3 separate regions of the Sus scrofa genome follow, and regions 1 and 3 are each linked to region 2. The links are chromatin contacts, called in public HiChIP or PLAC-seq maps. All regions are on one chromosome and are shown on one strand. The core of a region is the stretch at or near the end of the contact, and the rest is flanking DNA. Distances in the headings are between cores, read along the strand shown. Region 1 holds the start of GLMP (glycosylated lysosomal membrane protein). Region 2 holds the start of MEX3A (RNA-binding protein MEX3A). Region 3 holds the start of RXFP4 (relaxin/insulin like family peptide receptor 4).

Region 1 (2,954 bases), core at 344-2,843, 190 kb before region 2:
TGAAAGACTGGAGAATAAGGCAGCTCCAAGTGCATTGATACAGAGCAATCCTCAATATATAAGTGAAAGAGCAAACTGCAGAACAGTACTTGGATTCCAGGATACATAGTATATGTGTATACATATATGTATGTAGTATGCAATAGATATATATGCTTGAGCATTGCATAGAATGTTTTTAGGAAGGATACATAAGCTGGTAATAGCGGTTGTCTCAAGGAAGGACCCAGGTTGCAGAGGAGAAGGGGTGATAATCCTTTGGTACCTTACGAATATTATACCATGTGCATTTATTTTTAGTCAAATAATTTTAGGATTAGGCTAAAAAAAAAAACCCAAATCAAAAAGTGCATTCAGTGGAGTTCCCGTCGTGGCGCAGTGGTTAACGAATCCGACTAGGAACCATGAGGTTGTGGGTTCGATCCCTGCCCTTGCTCAGTGGGTTAACGATCCGGCGTTGCTGTGAGCTGTGGTGTAGGTTGCAGACGTGGCTCGGATCCCGCGTTGGTGTGGCTCTGGCGTAGGCCAGTGGCTACAGCTCCGATTCAACCCCTAGCCTGGGAACCTCCATATGCCGCGGGAGCGGCCCAAGAAGTAGCAACAATAACAACAACAACAACAACAAAAAGGCAAAAGACAAAAAAAAAAAAAAAAAGTGCATTCAGGAGTTCCCATCGTGGCGCAGTGGTTAACGAATCTGACTAGGAACCATGAGGTTGCGGGTTCGATCCCTGCCCCTGCTCAGTGGGTTAACAATCCGACTGTGAGCTGTGGTGTAGGTTGCAGACTCAGCTTGGATCCTGCGCTGCTGTGGCTCTGGCATAGGCCGGCAGCTACAGCTCTGATTTGACCCCTAGCCTGGGAACCTCCCATATGCCGCTGGAGTGGCCCAAGAAATGGCAAAAAGACAAAAAAAAAAAAAAGCATTTGTTTAGCCAGACATCAACTCCCTTTGAAAAATACTGCTTTCATTTTCTATTTTCTGAAGTTTCTTTTCTCAACCATAAAATTGTGAGCTCTTCCAGACAAGAATGTGCATACCTGGAAACTCAGTAAATAGTAATAATTGACAAAAAGTTCCCTCTGAGGTGTGCTATCCCCTGCCCCCACCGCCCCACATTCCTTCAAATTTCCTCTGTGCCTTCCCTGCCTCAGAGTCGTTTTGCAGATTCCATTTGAATCTTGAATCCAGACAACATGCCCACTTACAGCTTAGTTTAGTGGGACAGTTGGGTAGGAGAGGTTGGGAATATTTGGGAATATGTCTGCCAATCTAGGCCAGGATGACTTGCTTGCCAGCTCAGTTGGGGATGATGAACAATGCTTAACTTTTTTTTTTTTTTCCCTTTTTTGCCACACGGTCAGTGTGCGGAAATTCCTGGGCCAGGGATCGAACCTACGCCGCACAGCAGCAACCAGAGCCACAGCAGTGAGAACATAGGATTCTCAACGCGCTAGGCCATCAGAGAACTCTCCGCTTAACCTTTCTGATTCTATTCTCACGCAAGCCTAAATCTGAGTTAAGGGAGGCGGTCTCTTTAAGAACTGCTGTGATGGCCCCGCCCTTTAAAGAGATCAGCTGAATCTCTGAGTCATATGACCCAGCGTCTCTTCCGCCCTCTGAAGTTAGAACTGCATGGGTAGCTGTGAGGAGCCCTGCCGGGGTTGGGGGCACTATGTCCCCAGCCCCGTGCTCCTCCTGAGTCTACTTCTGACAGCAGCTCCTTTTGGCCTGCTGGGGGAGGAAACCCGCCAGGTGAGGGACTAGAGCAATCCTGTTTCAGGATGTGCTGCCTTGAAGGGTGGTTGGAATCTAGGATAACCGAGAGGTGGGGGTGGAGGGTGCTTGCATTGAGAAGAGTTTCTTCAACCCTGGGGGTGGGGACAGCCATGGATCATGGGACAGAATTGAGAAGTAGGATGTATGAGGGCTTCCTGTCTTCCCGGGAAATCTGAACTCTGACTTAGCCCTGAGTAAGCCAGATCCAGGCAAGTATTGGATTTTTTTTTTTTTTTTCTTCTCTCAGCCCTGTGTCCTTATCTCTCCACTAGAGTCAAGGCCGTTTTCTCTACCCACCTCTCCTTACAGCAGGAATCTCTTAGCTCCCACAAGCATTGCTCTTGCCTAGGCCCCAAGGTCCCACCGTTTCCCCATCATTTCCCAAGCCCCCTTCCCTGTCCCCAAACATCTGCCCTGTGTCTCTCCCTGATCCTGTTCCCTTGACCCTCCCACTACTCCATGTTCTAGGTGTCTCTGGAGGTCATCTCTGACGGGCTGGACCCTCCCCAGAACCTGCTTCATATCCATGCAGTGGGTACCAACTCCACACTGCACTATGTGTGGAGCAGCCTAGGGCCCCCAGCAGTGCTACTAGTGGCCACCAATACCCCCCACAGCACCCTGCGTGTGAACTGGAGCCTCCTGATCTCCTCTGACCCTGAAGGGAGCTTGATGGTGCTCCCCAAAGACAGCATCCAATTTTCTTCTGCCGTTGTCTTTACCAGGGTGAGGAGGTTGGGGGAAACCGAAGGGAATCAGTACAGAGGAGAGACTTCATTTGAGTTAGAGAAACTGAAGACTGGGGGTAGATGAAATAGAGGTATGAGAGCCGGGGGTGGGGGGCAGTGACTTGGGGGGTGGTGACTCAGGAGAAACCTGGACTCTGGCAAGCCCAGTCCCTCCTCACCCCCACCCGCCAGCTGTTTGAATTTGACAGCACCAACACATCCGATGCAGTGACAAAGCCTCCAAGAAAATCGTATCCTCCGTATTCCTTGGCTGAGTTCTCTTGGAACAACATCACTGATTCATTGGATCCTGCCACCCTGAGTGCCACATTTCGAGGCCACCCCATTCACGACCCTACCGGGGCTTTTGCCAATGGCAGCTTGGCCCTCAGGGTAAGGGTATGGGGAATCAGAACTCAAAAGGCTGGTTGATAAGGGTGGGAGTT
Region 2 (3,168 bases), core at 372-2,871:
TCCCCTGCCCTGGATCTCCTGCTGGGCAAAGAGAATCGAGAGCCCCCCCAGAGTGTGCCAACACCCACCCGCTTCTGAGATCCTTCACCCTGGCTCCCGCCCTTCCACTGGTGTGCAGATTTACTCTTTGTGAGAATCAGTTTAGGGAACTGGGCTTTGCAGCAGCTCAGCCCTCATGGCCTCACAGTGCCTGGTCTGTGAGGTCATCTCCTCTGTTCCTCTGCCTCCAAAGAGGACTTTACCTCACAAACTAGTTCGGATTTTTGGGTTCAAAGGCACTCCAGGAAAGGGCACCCTTCCATGGCTGCTCACCCACACATTCTTATAAAATTCTTTTGGGAAGTTCTTAAAAGTCTGATCTCAAGCCCTCAAGTTGCAGTGCCATCCTTTCTCCTACTGGGAAAGACCCAGGCATAAAGAGAGTGACAAAAGAAATGCCAAAGCTATGGGGTGAGGGGAGAAGAAAAGATTGCTTTACACTCCAACTTCCACAAGCTCCCCTAAAAGTCCCCAGCTGTCCAATTCGTGCCTTAAATACTGATTTTTTACTTTCACCAAATTTCCAGAGTCACAAGGTATTATTCAATGGGAGAAAGATGGGTGAGGCAAAGCAGAATGACGGTTAAGGCTAAAGAACAGATCGCCCCCAAGCTGTATGCACGGCCCAGGTCTGAGGAAGCCCGGGTCTCCATTCCATCGGGTCTCTCTTTCCTCCTCCTGTCGCACCCAAAGCTCCCGGCTCTCCCTAAACTGTTAAGTCACATCACGTCTTTCAGACTTCCCTTGCTTCCCCATTCTCGGTCCCCTACTTCTCTCCTCTCTTTCCACCCCTTCGTCCTCCTCACCTCAACACTCCAGAGCCCTCCCGGTTCCCTCTACAGATCAGAAGGAAGTGAACTAACTCACCTCCCAGTCGGTGCCTCTCAGATCTCCGAGACTGGGGGGCAGGAGGGGATGAGGGAGGATGGCTTGCCGCTTGGGGATGAGGGGACCCCGTCTTTTGCCAGGGGGTCCCACCCTCCAACCCGGCACCCCATCCCGGCTCCCAGAGCGCGCAGGACCAAGCTCTCCCCGCATCGCGGCTGCGGGCTTTGTCTGCTCTGCGGAGAACCTCTCCCCGCGGCCGGGAGCCGGGATATACTCTGGGAGAGCGGGAGGGGGGAGCGGAGAGCTGAGAGGGAGCGCGACAGGGAGGGGGAAGAGGGGAGAGAGCGAGAGAGCGAGAGAAAGCCGCAGTGACCCAGCCGGGACCGCTCCCCGCCCTCTCGCCCCCCCTCATTATCATAAGAAAGAAGGACCTGAGACTGGCCCGGATCGGGAAGGAGCCCGTCTTGGGAGGGGGGACACACTCCATTAGCCTTTTTTCGACCCGAACCGTTTCTGTACACTGACTCCTCTCCCGGTGCCCGCCCCTCGGAAAAATGAGGGACCTCGACTTCCATCCCACCCTCAGCTTCGCCTCTGAGCCGCGGGTAAAGACCGAAGGCACATCCCTATCCTCCTCGGGTCAGGGAATTCGTCCCCTCGCCCCCAAGGGCGGGAAACTACAACTCCCGGCATGCCCCGGGCGCCCCCGGCGCGCCCCCCTCCCGTCAGTTCCATGCTGCTCCATCCAGTTCATTTAAAACAAAAGAGTTTGAGCGCTGGAAGGGGCTGGGCTCTATTGGGGGCCACTGAGCGCCGCTCCTGGACTGGGGCTCGGTGCGGGAGCCTAAGGGGGGCGTCTGGACGGCGGGGTCTAGAGACTCCCGGGCCTGAGGCGGGAGGGGTGGGGGCAGAGATCCCGCAGCCCCCCGCCCCCCGTCACCCCCGGAGAAGAGAGGAGATCTGCTTTCTTGGTTTTGCTTCTCTTTCCCCCCACCCCCACCCCGGGGGCTGGGGCGAGGGGAGTCGGGTTACAGGGTGTTTGGGGAGGGGGGCTTAGGGGGAGGGTCTATCTTTCTATCTCGCTTTCTTCCCCCCTCCCCAGTTCTTTGTTCCCCCTCCCCACACACCCCCCTCCTCTCCTCTCCCCTCCCCTCCTCTCTCCTCTTTTCCCTTCCACCACCTCTCTCTCTCTCCCTCTCTCTCTCTCCCCCAGCTTTTGTTTCGCCATGCCTAGTCTAGTGGTATCTGGAATAATGGAAAGAAATGGGGGCTTTGGAGAACTAGGATGTTTCGGGGGAAGCGCTAAGGACCGAGGGCTGCTGGAAGACGAGCGCGCCCTTCAGCTGGCTCTCGATCAACTCTGCCTCCTGGGTTTGGGGGAGCCCCCCGCCCCCACGGCGGGCGAGGACGGGGGAGGTGGGGGGGGCGGCGCCCCCGCGCAGCCGGCCGCCCCCCCGCAGCCGGCCCAGCCGCCGCCGCCCGCGGCGCCCCCGGCCGCCCCGACAGCGGCCCCCGCGGCGCAGACGCCCCAGCCCCCCACCGCCCCCAAAGGGGCCAGCGACGCCAAGCTCTGCGCTCTCTACAAAGAGGCCGAGCTGCGCCTGAAGGGCAGCAGCAACACCACCGAGTGTGTACCCGTGCCCACCTCCGAGCACGTGGCCGAGATCGTGGGCAGGCAAGGTAAGCGGGCGCCGGGACCGTGGAGAGAGACTGGAGTGGGGGGCACCCCATCCCTAGCACGGAAAGTTCATTTCCTCCCTCCTTGCCCGCCTCTGGCTTGGTCTCTTCCCCACAAAGGGGGACCCGCCCCCTACCCTGATTTCCAAGTGCCACAAAGTTCCCGGCTACCCCCCAGTTGGGACTGTTCTCCAGATCCTTCCTCCCCTCAGGGCTGTGCCCTTAGACAAAGAAATATCCTCCGGTGGAGAGAGGGAAAAGGGAGGGGGATTGGTCTTCCAATCCGGGGAGGCTGTCCGGAGGGGGTGTCCACTCCTAGCCGGAAAAACTGGCAGAATGTGCAAAGAGTTACTCCGAGGCCCCTACTCCGGCATCTGCTAGTGGGTTGGGGAGGGGGCACCCCTGGGACCCCCAGCCGCCTGGAGTTACAGACTTTGGGGGAGACCTGGCCCGGGAAGCCAGACTGAGTATCTGTCTCTTTGTTGGGCTGAGTGTAGGAATGGAAGGGGGTGTGGCTCATGGGAGGGTCCCAGCCTGGGGGTGAGGTGGGGAAGGGGGACTGCTGGGAGGAGGGAGTCCTGTGGTCACCCACACACCAAAGTTGAATGGTCTGTGGGGTTTCGG
Region 3 (3,122 bases), core at 282-2,781, 140 kb after region 2:
GAGGGAGGTGGGATGGAGAGGATAGAGCCAATTAGCCTAGGACCCTTAGGGAAAATTTCCTAGAAAAGTTCACAGGAGGCAGACACGGGACAAAGAATCCTTTAGGCCACACTGACCTGGAGGTGGAACCAGGATGAAAGGTGCACACACTTTGTGGATGCTCCAGAGGTTTATTCTCAGATCCTCTTCATTCCCATCTCCACGTGGAGACTTCTGGTTCTTCCTACCCAGCCCTGATCTGGGCCCCGGCCTCCCCCATTCTCCCACTGCCAGACTTGGGGATCAAAGATCAGACTCTCCCTGAGAGCGTTACATTACAGCAGAGAAGCCAGCTTTTCTCTCCCTGGGATGCGTGGATCCTGCACCTGACCTGGCAGACCCCCAGAAAGAGGGGGATTAGCTTGCTCCCTTCACCCAGCTGTCCCTTTGTCCCGGTTGGTGGGCATGGCAGAAGGGCCACCATCCCTAGGGGTGATCTCCTCCCACCGCCTGCCCACTTCCTTTAGGGCCACCTGTTCCACCCAGCCCCGGCCCTGCGGCCACAGCCTTGCTCTCAGGTCCCTGAAGGTGACTTCCAGGGCCCGCCGGGGCTCCCGCCTTAGGAGGCAGTACAGCACAGGGTTGAGGCAGCTGTTGCTGTGTGCCAGGCAGGTGGTGACAGGGAAGACATAGGTATGGATGGTGTAGAAAGTGCTGTCCCAGGGCACCAAGTCAAACTTCACCAGGACACCCCAGAAAGTGACCACATGGTTGGGGAACCAGCAGAGGAAGAAGGAAGCCAGAAGGATGCGGATGGAGCGGGCCACAACCCTGTTGTCCTGCCGTCGCTGTCGCCGCCGTCGCAGGAAGGCCAGCAGCAGCAGGTAGCTGGTGGTGATGATGCCCAGTGGCACCATAAAGGCCAGGACCACCCTCTGCAGCTGGTAGGCCCCCAGCCAATACCTGCTGGGAAAGCGCAGCAGACACAACCGCACGCCACACAACTCGCCCTCAGCCCCAAAGACAGCCGTGGGCACCGTCACCAGGGCAGCTGCTACCCACACTGCCAGGGTGGCCACACGGGCCCAGAAGAGCGAGAGGTGGGTACCTGGTCCCCCAGCCATGGCCACCACCCAGTATCGGGCAACACTCAGCGCCGTGATGAGGAAGATGCTGGCATAGATGTTGAGGACGGTGGCTGTCAGGATCATCTTGCAGAGGGCACCTCCGAAGGGCCAGTGGAAGTCCAGCGCCGACTCAGCTGCCCAGAAGGGAAGAGTGAGTGCCAGCCCCAGGTCTGCCAGAGCCAGATTGAAGACAAAAGTGTCAGAAGGTGGGCAAGGGGCTCTCCGAGCGCAGTTACCCAGCACCCACAGCACAGCCAAATTTCCCAGTAAGCCGACGGCCCCCACAAGCCCATAGGCCAGGGCAACCATGACCCTCAGGGCTAGGAATCCAACAGGCATCGTTGCATCATCAGCACTCAGCACGCTGCCTCCAGACGCATTGACCCAGAAAGCGGGCAGGGGGGCAGAGGTATTGGGTGTGGGCATCGCAGGGCATCAGATGTCAGTGGTGCAGGGCAGAGGGGCCAGCGAGTGTCTGCCAGGCTGGTAGGGGCCGCCTAGGGCGCTCTGCAGGTTGCTGTAGATCTGAGCGCTTCTCTGCTTCTCTGGGGCCTCTGGCTGCCTGGAGGCCCAGCCCACGGTCATACCTCATAGGGCGGGTCCTGGAGGGACAACCTGCCTCTTCTCTGTTGGTCTTGGGGTGGGTGGGGCAGGGTGAGGGAGGACCAGAACCCTGGGATAAGTGCGTGCGTGCGTGCGTGCCTGCGTGCGTGCGTGTGTCTCCATGCAGAAGAGAGGGAATGGGGAAGGGGAAATTATCCCACTATGAAGGGCAGCCCCAAGCCTCCACCCAGGGAGGGGACCAGAGATACCCCATCTGAGGGATGGCAGGAACCAAACTATAACCCCCTCTATTCCTAACTGTTCAGGGGCCCCCTTCTCTGCAGAAAGTGCTCCCTGGGCACCTGGGGAGGTGGGCTGGGAGGGGGCGTAGGGGCAGGCAAGGCTCTGGAGTCCCAATTCTACTACCACTCTGTGACTTTAGTGAATTTCTTCCCTCCTCTGAACCTCAGTTTCCTTACTTAAATTTTTCAAATTAAAATCTCTCTTCACGGGATTAGTGTGATAAAATGAGATGACACATATGAAAGGGCACTTTGTGCCTTGCTATTTGCACAAATGGTTATTATTTCAAAGGAAAAGTTGGGGGCCTTTGTGGCAGAAGGGAGCAAGGTACTAAGCAGTTATTAACACCATGGCCAGGGAACAGCGCCAACGAAAACACAGGTTGGAATTCGTTGCAGCAGCAAGTGACCTTGAGGCTAAAAGCAGGGAAGAAAAGGGGAGAGGAAGTCACAGCTTCCTGTTCCCTCCCCACTGGGAATGCAGCCTATGAGGACCTGAGTGGCCCTGGGGCATGCCCTTGGTTCTCTTCCTGCTAAGAAGTCCTGCTAGCCTCGATCACTAACGCCCACAGCCATTTCACACTTTCCTGCTCTAATCTGAGGTCAATGGTGCCTCCATTCTCTCCTCCAACCCCCAAACCGCGTTTCAGAGCTGCGGATGCTGAGATACACCTTCACCACACCCCATCCTGTCTCCTCATGATCTCAGTCCTAATTGGAAAAAATGCCTCAATGGGTCCTTCCCTTTTGTGCCCATAGCCCTAACCGTTGCAGAATTTGCTGTGATGAGAGAAAGGAGAGGAGATGGGGGTGTGGAGGGCAGGGTGCAGATAAAGGAATAATGCTTTTTCAAGGATTCCAAAATATTCAACACCTTCCTGCCCTGTGCCAACCCATTAAGATGTTTGATGTTCAGTTCCCTTGAATGCTGGGGGAGGAGAGGAGCCCTGTCAGGATAATCAACAGCTGGTCTGAGGAACCCTATAGGAGAAGCCCAGAGGTGAAAGAGATCCAGACTGCGTGCCAGGATGTTTGGGTCCTTCAGCAAGGGATACGTGTGAAGTGGTTAGCAGAAGGGGAGTGCCCAGCCCAAGTTCAGGTGAGCCCCAGGGGTCACCTGCTGGCCTCAGGGAGTGCTCCTGCGTGACTTCATGCCAATCACTCTGTCTCT

What was found. HiChIP or PLAC-seq counts read pairs in DNA pulled down with a chosen protein or histone mark.
Region 1: an H3K27ac HiChIP or PLAC-seq map of alveolar macrophages shows a contact between it and region 2, with 3 times the contacts expected there. The contact joins the promoter of GLMP here to the promoter of MEX3A in region 2. A contact is called at or near these places in 1 of 5 promoter capture datasets (fetal liver), 1 of 47 Hi-C or Micro-C datasets (embryonic fibroblasts) and 2 of 2 datasets of contacts at active chromatin or transcription factors (alveolar macrophages and skeletal muscle).
Region 3: a contact with region 2 is called in an H3K27ac HiChIP or PLAC-seq map of alveolar macrophages. The contact joins the promoter of RXFP4 here to the promoter of MEX3A in region 2. A contact is called at or near these places in 8 of 47 Hi-C or Micro-C datasets (embryonic fibroblasts, fetal skeletal muscle, liver and 4 more) and 2 of 2 datasets of contacts at active chromatin or transcription factors (alveolar macrophages and skeletal muscle).

The regions. Positions count from the first base shown.
Region 1 is chr4:93,757,346-93,760,299 of Sscrofa11.1, forward strand. GLMP (glycosylated lysosomal membrane protein) reads left to right here and starts at 1,594. Exons shown (of 5, transcript XM_005663295.3): 1 at 1,594-1,756; 2 at 2,701-2,901. The coding sequence starts at 1,637.
Region 2 is chr4:93,948,255-93,951,422 of Sscrofa11.1, forward strand. MEX3A (RNA-binding protein MEX3A) reads left to right here and starts at 1,622. Exons shown (of 2, transcript XM_021089689.1): 1 at 1,622-2,547. The coding sequence starts at 2,094.
Region 3 is chr4:94,083,564-94,086,685 of Sscrofa11.1, forward strand. It overlaps RXFP4 (relaxin/insulin like family peptide receptor 4), which reads right to left and starts at 1,532. Exons shown (of 1, transcript NM_001005844.1): 1 at 411-1,532. The coding sequence starts at 1,532. The coding sequence ends at 411.